Linked DNA regions of Gossypium hirsutum: regions 2, 3 and 4 are each linked to region 1. The links are chromatin contacts, called in public Hi-C maps. All regions are on one chromosome and are shown on one strand. Each heading gives the region's core, a stretch centred on a gene start, on an enhancer-like site or on the middle of the called end of the contact. The rest is flanking DNA. Distances are from core to core; before and after follow the strand shown. Region 1 has its middle 72 kb from the start of LOC107892384. Region 2 holds the start of LOC107892391 (60S ribosomal protein L34). Region 3 holds the start of LOC107892377 (structural maintenance of chromosomes protein 4). Region 4 has its middle 13 kb from the start of LOC121221106.

Evidence for each region. A called contact is a pair of places that touch in the nucleus more often than the background predicts.
Region 2: a contact with region 1 is called in a Hi-C map of leaf, with 3 times the contacts expected there. The contact joins the promoter of LOC107892391 here to the enhancer-like site in region 1. A contact is called at or near these places in 4 of 34 Hi-C or Micro-C datasets (leaf and petal).
Region 3: a contact with region 1 is called in a Hi-C map of leaf, with 4 times the contacts expected there. The contact joins the promoter of LOC107892377 here to the enhancer-like site in region 1. A contact is called at or near these places in 5 of 34 Hi-C or Micro-C datasets (all in leaf).
Region 4: a contact with region 1 is called in a Hi-C map of leaf, with 4 times the contacts expected there. The contact joins two enhancer-like sites. A contact is called at or near these places in 7 of 34 Hi-C or Micro-C datasets (anther, hypocotyl, leaf and 1 more).

The regions. Positions count from the first base shown.
Region 1 is chrD09:4,020,894-4,023,627 of Gossypium_hirsutum_v2.1, forward strand. No RefSeq gene overlaps it. Among protein-coding and RNA genes, the nearest start is that of LOC107892384, 72 kb to the left of the region's middle. Within about 2 kb of position 1,313, at least 2 of the 9 cell types and tissues checked have an H3K27ac peak or open chromatin away from gene starts, as enhancers often do. A contact at or near this core is called in leaf, where this site is marked.
Region 2 is chrD09:4,248,041-4,250,774 of Gossypium_hirsutum_v2.1, forward strand. LOC107892391 (60S ribosomal protein L34) reads left to right here and starts at 1,411. Exons shown (of 4, transcript XM_016817469.2): 1 at 1,411-1,634; 2 at 1,747-1,826; 3 at 2,391-2,500; 4 at 2,599-2,734. The coding sequence starts at 1,556. The coding sequence ends at 2,692.
Region 3 is chrD09:3,880,894-3,883,627 of Gossypium_hirsutum_v2.1, forward strand. It overlaps LOC107892377 (structural maintenance of chromosomes protein 4), which reads right to left and starts at 1,312. Exons shown (of 29, transcript XM_016817448.2): 1 at 1,075-1,312; 2 at 177-266; 3 at 1-15. The coding sequence starts at 1,224.
Region 4 is chrD09:4,154,624-4,157,357 of Gossypium_hirsutum_v2.1, forward strand. No RefSeq gene overlaps it. Among protein-coding and RNA genes, the nearest start is that of LOC121221106, 13 kb to the right of the region's middle. Within about 2 kb of position 1,333, at least 4 of the 9 cell types and tissues checked have an H3K27ac peak or open chromatin away from gene starts, as enhancers often do. A contact at or near this core is called in leaf, where this site is marked.

The DNA of each region.
Region 1 (2,734 bases), core at 63-2,562:
ATATTTACATGAGCAAGTAGTAATTATGAGTAATAAGTATGAATTATGAAAAAGATTGATGTGTTAAGTTCCAAGAATAGAAATGAAGAGAGCTAACAATGTTTTTTTTGGCACGGTGGATCAACTATAATCAACTTCATTACTAATAAGAGAGCTAACACCAGTTCAAGTAGTCCATAAGGAAGTAAAATTGCAGCTACAATGGCAATGTGATTACGTCATTAGACCCTTAAGTGTTCTTTTGACGACATGATCAAGTTGAAGCTCGACTTCTGCGATACAAAATCACAGCCGCACTGTAAGGTAATTACAATAAACTTCATTATGGTAACAATCTACGTATCTTGTCGCAGTCCAAACTACAATGTTGGATCCATAATGGTTAAAATATCTTATAAGTCTATGTGCTTTTTTTAAATTTGGAATTTAACCATTGTAATTTTATTTTTATGAAATTAGCCTTAGTTTTCAGATTCCAAAATTTAGATCCAATTGTTAATACTGTTATTTGTTAAATTTATGTTTTTCATGACATTATTTCTTTTAGCTAAATAGCTACCAAGTGAGTACTTTTTTATTTTAAAATGTCACAGCAATAAATTTAATAAAAAAAATCTAACAACGTTAGCAATTAAACTTAAATTGTGAAATCTTAAAAGTAGAGAGACTAAATTTCTAAAAGAAAACTAAATAAACTAAATTCCAAATTTATGAAAAGTGAAGTGACTCATGACATATTTTAACCATAATTAATTTATAATCAATTTCATGAGATTATTTTAAAGAAAAAACCATTCGGAAGCTTCATAAATTTATAAAGCTTCCACAATTACAAGGTGATGTAATCGAATTTCACAAGAGTTTCGATGTCAATTAAGGTTGAGTTTGGATGAGCGATGTGTTTACCTATGGCCAGTGTAAAAACAATGGTGGTGGTGAGATTAGATATTGTAGCGACACTATAGCGTGAGACAAAAAATAAATTAAACGCATTGTATCGCACCTCACCGCCCATCCAAACTCAGTACCTAATGCTCACTTTCTGAATTCAATTTAGAAAAAAAAAATTGTGCATAGAAAATACATAAGCAAATCAAATTTGTGTTAGGCCCAATAAAGTAAACCCACATTAGACAAAGCAACCTTTGAAATGGGTTATGTTGAACTTTTTAATTTTTTTTTCTTTTACTTGCAGGCTTTTTGATCCATCAGTTTTTTTTCTAAAGTCATTCTAATTTCTAAATCTATCCCATCCAACCCGATGAGCCCAACTAACCCGGTCCGGGCTTTAGAGAAAGTGGTTTATGTAAATCTGGTCTATTATAGTTCTTTGGGCCAAAACCCAAAAGTATTTTTTTAATAATTCAAAGAACAAATTTAGGCTTTCGATAAATAGAGTTAATTGAATAGCCTAAAAGTTAATATCTGTACTAATTATATTAATGTATAATAAATGCAATTACTTAATTATTAAATAAATAAATATAGGTGAAAGTTGAATTATTATATATTTTAATGCCAATTACAAAAGTTAGATATTGCAACTAAAGTAACATCTCACGTCTCATTCTAATTTGCATTATTTGATTGACATATTTTGATCAAAACCATTTGAAGCTTTTAAATGTTTATCTTTTAAGGAATTTTAGTAGCCCATTAGTGAAGACATATCATGTAAGAATCAAGCCAAATAAAGATTGTATCAAGACTTTTAATCAGATAGTTTGATGTCGCGAAGATTTTTACCCGTATACTATTTATTAAAGACATGTTTGAAGATTCCTTTTGAGGATTTAGATATTTACATTAATTGTATCTTAATGTGTCATATTACGTTTATTATAGAAAGACTTGCTTATATTCAACAAGAAATTTAATTTTGGTGAATATTTATAAATAAATTATTTTATTTATCGATTTATAATTAAGCTTTTAGGAAGAAAAATTCAATAAGAAAAGGATCTAGATGGACAGAAGTACTCTTCATCTTTCATTAATAAATTTCTTAAATTAAAAAAAAAATCAACAATTCTCATGTCAAAATTCTATGATTATATTGCTTTATGAACCATTTTTCATTTATTTATTCTTTACAATGAAATTCGGTCAATTCATATTTTTAAATGCTTAAAATTATTTAATTTTTAATTTAAAAAAATATCATTTTTAAATATTAATTTAATCAATATCACTAAAATTTGGTTAGTTTTTGCCATAAAATACTAATATTTATATCTTTAATTACAAATAAATGTGTTGCATTATAATTTATTCCAAGTAAAAACATATTAACATTAAGGAATAAAGCATGTGTCAGAAGGTCATTATTAATTCACATGAAATGGAAAAAGAGTAGAAAGCATTGTTAAGCAAGCCAAAAAAAGTTCAATGAAATGGTGTTTTCATACATTTCTTTGTATTCAATTTTATGTTGTAAGATTGTAGGACAACTTATAATCATAATTTCAAAACACCCAACATTAGACCGGATTCCCCACCATTAAAATGTAAGGACAGCTGTTAGCAAAGTGGATATTTAAGGTAAAAGTAATACCAGGATTCTTATATTAGGGATTGGATTGTATTTTGCCCCATTTATTTAGAAAATAAGTAAATTAGTCATTGTGTGTTAGGTCAAAGAGCAAACTAGTTCTTCGGTTAAATATTCATCCATGTATATTAGCATGAGGTACATGTGGTACGCCATGTATCATTGTCTAGTTATTCCGTCAGT
Region 2 (2,734 bases), core at 161-2,660, 230 kb after region 1:
AAAAATAGATTAGTAAATCAAAATTTAAACACATAAATACATCAGTTAACATGCTAAATGCACTATAATTATTTATCATGGCGTTGTCATCAATTGTGAGTAGTGTCGAGTTGACTTGTAATACTAACTTAATAAAATGCTTAATAAATAGTGTAAATATACAACTGATGAAAATAATAAATAGTGCATATTAAATAAAAATGTATAAAAATATATCAAAACGAAATTTTGGTTGAGTAATAAATTTAAAATTTTACCGATTTAATTGGTATGAGTTCAAATCTCATCATACACTTTTTTATTAGTTTTTTGTTAAAATAAAAAGATTAAAATACACTCAAATAATATAACTTATTTTAATTGTAGAATGACATTTCTGTAATTTTGTAACTGAGTTGGGACCTAGTTGATGGGTGATACCAACTCGGTAAAAGGCTTAATAAATAGTAAGCATAGAAATATAAATATACAACTGATGAAAATAATAATTGTGCATATTAAAATAAAAATGTTTAAAATATATTAAAATGAAGCTTTGGTTAAATAGTAAATTTAATATATTACCAATTTAATTGATAATGATTTAAATATCAGCATTTGCATTTTTTAATTAGTTTTTGTTAAAATAATAAGAATAAAGTTCGCTTAAATAATATAACAGAAGGATATTTCTATAATTTTTGTAATTGAGTTGGAACTCGGTTGATGAATGATACTAACTCAATAAAAGGCATAGTAAATTATGTAAATATATATGTGATGGAGGTAATAGAGTATGCGTAATAATATTAAAATGTATAAAAATATTTAAATAAAGCATTAGATAAGTAGTAAATTAAAAGTTTTACTAATGTAATTGATGTGGGTTTAAATCTCATCATTTGTATATTTTTATTTATTTTTTAAAGTGAAAAACTAAAATACTCTCGAATAATATTACTTATTTTAATTATGAAATGACATACCCGTAATTTCTTAACCGAGTTGGTGCTCAGTTGACTCGTGAACTAACTCAATCAATAGTTTAAATAGACGTGTAGATATACAACTTATGAAGGTAATAGAATATGCATAAAAAATTAAAATGTTAAAAATATCAAAACAAAACTTTAGTTTACAGGTAAATTAAAAGTTTTACTAATGCATTTGTGGGTTTGAATCTCATCCTTTGTATATTTTTATTGGTTTTTTTTAAAGTGAAAAGACTAAAATACTCTCAAGTAATATTATATATTTTAATTATGAAATAATATTTTCTTAATTTTTTAAATGAGTTGGTGTCTAAATGACTCGTGAAATAGAAAATAATAATATAAATAATATTAAAAAAATTATTTATCTTTAAATAGAAATCACACGTGCTGCATAACTTTAGCCGTTGATAAGAAAGAGACCAAATTAGAACCGTCCGATCTAGGGCTTACATCAAAAGAATGGGTATTTATAGACTCCCTTCTCCTTCTCTCGACCCCTTTGGCCTTCGCTCTGTCTTTCGCGTTTCTTTCTGAAACCAGAGCTGAGAAAATAAAACCCAAAGCCTTAAAAACTATCAAAAATGGTTCAAAGGCTCACTTACCGTACTCGCCATAGCTATGCTACCAAATCCAATCAACACCGTGTCGTTAAGACCCCCGGTAAGTCTTGAAGTTCCCACAATGACGCCCGCCGCTTTTGCTGCTCTATGTTATTTTATTAAAAAAATTGTTTGAAAATAATGGGTTTTCATCCATTCTTTCTTTTCTAAAGGTGGGAAATTAGTCTATCAGACTACTAAGAAGAGAGCGAGTGGGCCTAAGTGTCCTGTTACTGGAAAGCGAATTCAGGGTGTAAGTTCATTTTATTATTATGATTTTAAGCTCTGTTGTTTTGTTTTTAGTTGGAAATTTGGATTTCTATTGTTGGGACTAAGTATGAAATGCAGATACGCTTTTGTTTATTTGATTGAGAAAATGATGATTTGGGTATCTCTGTTTATATTCATTTTCATGTTTGCGTATTGAACTTTGTGTATTGAATTAAACATAGATTCTGATACTGTTTAAGATTTGTTTAGTTTCATAGTTTTAAGATCTATAAAAATTGAAAATAATGGTCAAAACTTGTTTTCTACTTCAGGAACTGGTGATAAATTCATTTATTGTGGAACCCTTTATTGCGCTTCACTTTGAAGCAGTTTACAAAATTCAAACTGTCTCACTTGATTTTACTATACTTGCTGCATATCTAGTAGAAATGTAGAACCTTTTTGACCGATATGAGGAGTATTTCGTTTTCATGTTACTTGTTGGAGTAGTTATGTTTCAGTTATTACTGGATGTGTGGCTGATCGGGTTCGAGTTGTGAAGTTTTGAGCTTTGCTCTCATTGTTTTCTTATATGGCTTGTTTGCAGATTCCTCACTTGAGACCTGCTGAATACAAGCGGTCTCGATTGCCTAGGAACCGTAGGACGGTGAATCGTGCCTATGGTGGTGTTTTGTCTGGGAGTGCTGTTAGAGAAAGGTACTACTATGTGCATGACTTAATAGCTTGTTTTTAATTTGTTGTGATAGATGCAAAATCTTATTCTTCTCTTATTCTGGTTTTTATATCATTTTAAGGATAATTCGGGCCTTCTTAGTCGAAGAGCAAAAGATTGTGAAGAAGGTTCTGAAAATCCAGAAGACTAAGGAAAAGCAATCATCAAAGAGCTAGGAATTTTAAATGCTGATGAAGCTGAATTGTGTTTGGCTTGTT
Region 3 (2,734 bases), core at 62-2,561, 140 kb before region 1:
TTTATTAAGCCGCATCTGCACAAGTAGATCAGCAAAATCAAGCACGAAATGATATAGAAAAAGGGAAATCTTCAAAAAGTACTGCCAGGTATATGATTAGAAGTACCATTGTAGCTACAAAGGAACAAAAAAGAAGATAAATACCCAAATAATAGAATATTGCTAATAAAAACTACCTGCTTTGCTCTCTTCCCAAATACAAAAAGCATGGCATCTATCACATTGCTTTTACCACTTCCATTTGGCCCAACCACAGCAGAAAAGCTCTAAATTTCATCGAACAAGAAAATAAATCAGGGGGAACAGAGAGAAAGAGTTAAAGTTTATAGTCAGTGGAAGAGATATTAAATTCCTAAGATGAAAAGTAAAATTTGAGGACAAAATGATATCTTTTTAGCTTACTCAATAGTACAGTGAACAAACTTAAAGAAACTAAGACCTGAAATACGAAAGCTAATTATTTGAAAAAGTCATAATTTGAGTTAAATTTTTGAACTTGTCATATAGACTAGCAACTTCCCACTCAATTTTCCACCTCTTTCTCGCAACCAAAAGAAGGAAACACTAATAACAGAAAAAATAAATTATCTCAAATTCAATTCGTGCAATTATCATATCATTTTTATTTTCTTTCTCATTTTACATTTTTTTATCGGCAACCAAGCAGGAGTTAGACTACTAACAAACAAACTAAAAGCTTACTTTCTACATCTATCTATAAAAAAAAGTAATCGAAAATATAAATTTTTGAAATGTTCATCAATCTGCAATTTATTTCTCGATTTCCAGTGCTTTCTCAGTAACCAAAAGGAAACCGTTAAAATTACAACAAAAAGGAGAAAAAAAAGAAAGCTATTCGAGTTGAAGTCATGCAATTTTTAATTTCATTCTCAGTTCTTCATTTTCTCAAAAGAAAAAAAAACGAAATAATGAACTAATAACGAAAGGAAAAGCTAATCCAAGTTGAGTCCGCGGAATTATTACATAAATTTTGCAATTTTCCTTCTCAATTTCCAAACTTTACTAGAAACCAAACAAAAACTATCAAAATTAAACGATAAAAGAAAATATAACCTTGTGAAAGGGACCGACGCGCTGTTCACCGGCATAAGATTTGAAGTTCCTCATCACCATCTCGTTAATTACTAACCTCGGTCCTCGAGATCCCACTTGGGCCCGGTCTGGTTCGCGAGTCGCGAACTCATCCTTCGTTTCCATCCCCATACGGAAATGAGCGGCTACTGAGTCAACTCGCTGCTGTTGAATCGGTTTGAGACTTCGTGACGAGTTGATGGAATAAACAATTAAAAGGAAGATGAAAAAGTTTAAAAAGTATTTGAGCGAAATTTCAAAAGGGATATTTTAGCGGGAATTTGAAATGAAAAAACATAAATGGGCCTTCGTTCGGCCCTTTTGACCATTAATAAGCTTCTGAAACTTGCACATTGCAAAAATAAAACCCACATTGTTTATTTTTTAAGGCGTAATGACAATTTTAGCTCTTAATGTTTACTCATTTTCTCACTTTAGTCCTAATCTTTTTTATGGATCACTTTGGTTCTCAACCTTCAAATTTTAGTCAAATTACTTCTTGAGTTCTTGTTGTACAGAAAAGCTCACTGAAAACTAAGATTGTAATAGCACTAGTGTGGTAACACATGTGACAATCCACGTGTACTTCATTGTTGATGTGGATACATTTTAAAAAATGAGCCTTTTATAATTTGTTGAATTTTTAAAAAATATTTTTTACGAAGTATACATGGACTATCATGTGAGTCGTCACATAGTGCCATTAAAATTTTAACAATTCAATCAACTTTTGCATCCAACAAAAAAAAATAATTTAACCAAATTTAGAAGGTTGAGGACTAAAATGACAAAATGAACTAAATTGGTGAACAATTCAACTTTTGTATCATGGCTAGTTTTCTTAGTCAATTGGATTCCCAAGCAATATATTGGCAAAAAAAAAGGTAAATACTTTTGGCCCCTTAATTAGCATTACCGATATAACGGTAAATTAAAGTATGACATTAATATCATCATTTCAAGTTACATTATACAACTAATCCCTATACATTTTTTTAACAATTTAATTCTTTTTCTTTTAACTTTGTCTTTTGTTTTCTTTTCCTCTTTCTTTTTTTCTTTTTTTCTCTTTTCTCCCTTTTTTTTTTCTTTTCTTTTCATGAAAGTTTGCATGATAAAACAATGTTATGATTGAGATAGAAATCACATAGAAATCACATTCATTTGAAATGGTATTCATCTACGACTTAGTTATAATCAAGAAGGCATAATTATCTATTTGGTCCTTTAATTTTATAAAAAATTATTTTACTCTTCTATTTAATTTTTCGTCTCTTTTGACCCTTAAATCTGTGTTATTTGTCAAATCACTCTAAAATGGATAGAAAAATTAATATTTGTCAACTTTTTTGATGTGGTATACACGTGGATTGCCATGTAGATGTCATGTCAATAATAATTTAATTTTTTAAATTTTAAGAAATTTAAAATTTTATTAAAATTATTTTTAAAAGTATAAAAATTTTAAAAATTAATTAATTGCCAAAATATCATTTTCATATGATTTACATGGACTGTCATGTGAATTTTTCATCAGTAAAATTAACAAACATTAATTTTTTTATCTATTTTGTGATAATTTAGCAAATAATACAAATTTAAAGTTTAAAATTAAAACGTGAAATAAGTTATTATGCAGATT
Region 4 (2,734 bases), core at 83-2,582, 130 kb after region 1:
TGCTTCATGTTTTAATTCATTGATTGAATTGCTTAATTTTGTTGCTGAAATTTCAGGTCTAAAAACTGCAAAAGCTAGCTGCTCAAGACTCCTCCTTCAAATTGGGTTACAACTCCTAATTCGGTTTAACCATCCTTGGAGTCCGAAACAACTTGGAATCATTCTTGGTTTACGAGGTTCATCCTCTATCAATTAAGTTAGGCCTATCTGTATCCATTACTAATGTAATATATTTGATTATGATATGAATGATGTAAATATATACTTTGGGGAAAAAATTCTTTACTCTCCTTATATTTCTTGGTCTTTCTCTTCTCAAATTAATCGAAATTAGACGTTAAGATCTAAAGAAGCCACTGCTTTGAACTTCAAAACTAATATAAATTGGGTATATCTAAAAATTTCACTAAGGTTGTATAAGATATTATTTTATTTCCTCTAAAAACACTTAAATTTAAAGTCAATTAATGGACCACTAAAATTATTTTGAAGCATAAATTTTATATGCACTTTATTTTGTGGTCCAACTATTCTCGAGTCATGCATACCTAATAATTTGTGTGTTTGATAGTGGCAGATATATGCTTTATGAAATGCTTCTAAACAATGACATGTTAATATTTTTTTCTTCTTTTTTTAAAAAAAATTGCCCTGTTAATGTTTAATTGAATTGTATTTAGATTATGATTCAAAAAAAATTTGTATTTAGATTAGCATTGAATTGGAGTTTTTTTTTTATAAAATTGAAATTAATTCATCATACTTTTTTTATACAATGCCTAAAATTACTTATAGCCTTCTCTTCGACCTTTAAATAAGAGAATAATGCGCTTCAGCGCACTCAAATCCACATCCTCTTGCACTAGCAACCATGCCGATACTAATTGAATTAAGACTCAATCAGCCAATCCATAACACTTGATTATCAAGAAAAACACAATATGTTTAATACATCTGTTCTATATGTAGTATTTCAATATATTTAATGATATGTTTGCATTTATAAGATTAAATTAGACTTAATAAAAAATCAAAATCTCAAACGTATACATAAATGATGATTTAAAGCGGAATGGGTGTCTCAATCCGAAGCTCATTTTCTTGATGGTTTACAAAACCTAAACGGAATAACATCTTTGAATTTTCAAAGATTGGAACCTTTGAAAGCAATTTGGAACATTCTTTTAGGTTAAATCCCACCAAAGTGTTTGGACTTTTGAACTGTAATATGTGGAATCGAGATGAAAATGGAAAAGCCAATTTGGGTGACCCAAAATAAGAGACGAAATGGCCACTTTTCATTTCCTTTCAGATGGATTTTGTGGCCAATTTTAAGTCACGTTGACTGTCTTCGACCCTTGGCCTTCCAACTTCAATGGATTGGGTCGAATTCCATATCTTAAACCCAACCAAAATTTAAAAGGATAGATCTTAGACCTCATGGGATACAAATAAAACTAAAATTCCCCTAAATTTTAGATGTCCACTTGATAAGAAGGCCTATTAATAAGTGGTTTGTGAGGAACTTTTTTATGCTTATATTTAATGGTAAAATATATCATGGCTATCCAACCATTAATAGTAACAAGTGATTACTGATATTATTGAGATTGTATTTTTGGTCACTTGTTCGTTAAGTAATTGGATGGAATGTACGTGCCTTAACCAAAAATTGGTAGACTAGTAATAATAAAAATTAATCTAATGGTTAGAAAAGAAACCAAAACTCATGACTAAATTAACGCCGCAATGTTGCCAAAATATTGCACGTTTTAGTACACAAATCATAACTAGTATAAAAATATCGTTTCGACGGAGAGTTATTGGTAATTATAGCACTAGTTACCAATTATTACTCTAAAACTTATTCAAATAAATAGAAACCAAAATTTTCAAACTAAATCTTATAAATAAAAATGAAATAATCAACCAATTAATAAAATACTAAGATTACAATTGCATCCAATGTATTAGCCAGTTATTCTTTTTCCACCCAAATTATCTTAATAAAGTTTATGACGAACCCGAGTACTACTCTTAATTCTCTTCCAAGCAATTAAAGAACTAATTTAATCTAATTATTACTCTATATTATCGTGCTAATAATTTAGATCAAATTGATTAAGAATAAATCCCAATTATAGCTATCCAAGGTGATTAGATATATTACTATCTTAATTACAAATCAAGAATTGAGCCATCTAAATTAGATCAAGAGTTATTGCAACATCCCAAAATAGGACCTAGAAGTTTGAGCCTGGTGAACAAAGGTTGCCAGTAGCTTTGGAGAAGTAGGATCTGCCAATGGATTTGGCGAATTGTGATCGCCAGTAGGCCTAGCAAGTTGGAGTTCGCCAGAAGGCTTGGCGAGCTAGTATATGCTAGTAGGTCTGGCGAGATGGTATACACCAGCAAGACTGGTGCAATGGTGTACACTAGTAAGATTGGCAAACTAATGTTCAATAGTTTGTCTAGCGAGTTAGTGTTCGCCAATAGGCTTGGCGAAGCAAGGATTGCCAGTAGACCTGCCAATCTGGGGTCGCTAGTGGGCCTAGCGAACTGTGACTGTTATTTTGGGCCGAGAGTCAAAAGTAGGAGTAGTTGAAGGGTAATTATATCAAAATTAGGAAGTCGACTTATTTTACAACACCATTCATGCACGTAACTTCTTTCCTACTTGTACTGCAACTTGGGTATTCTAAGAACATTAGAACACTCAGTGCCTATAAATTAA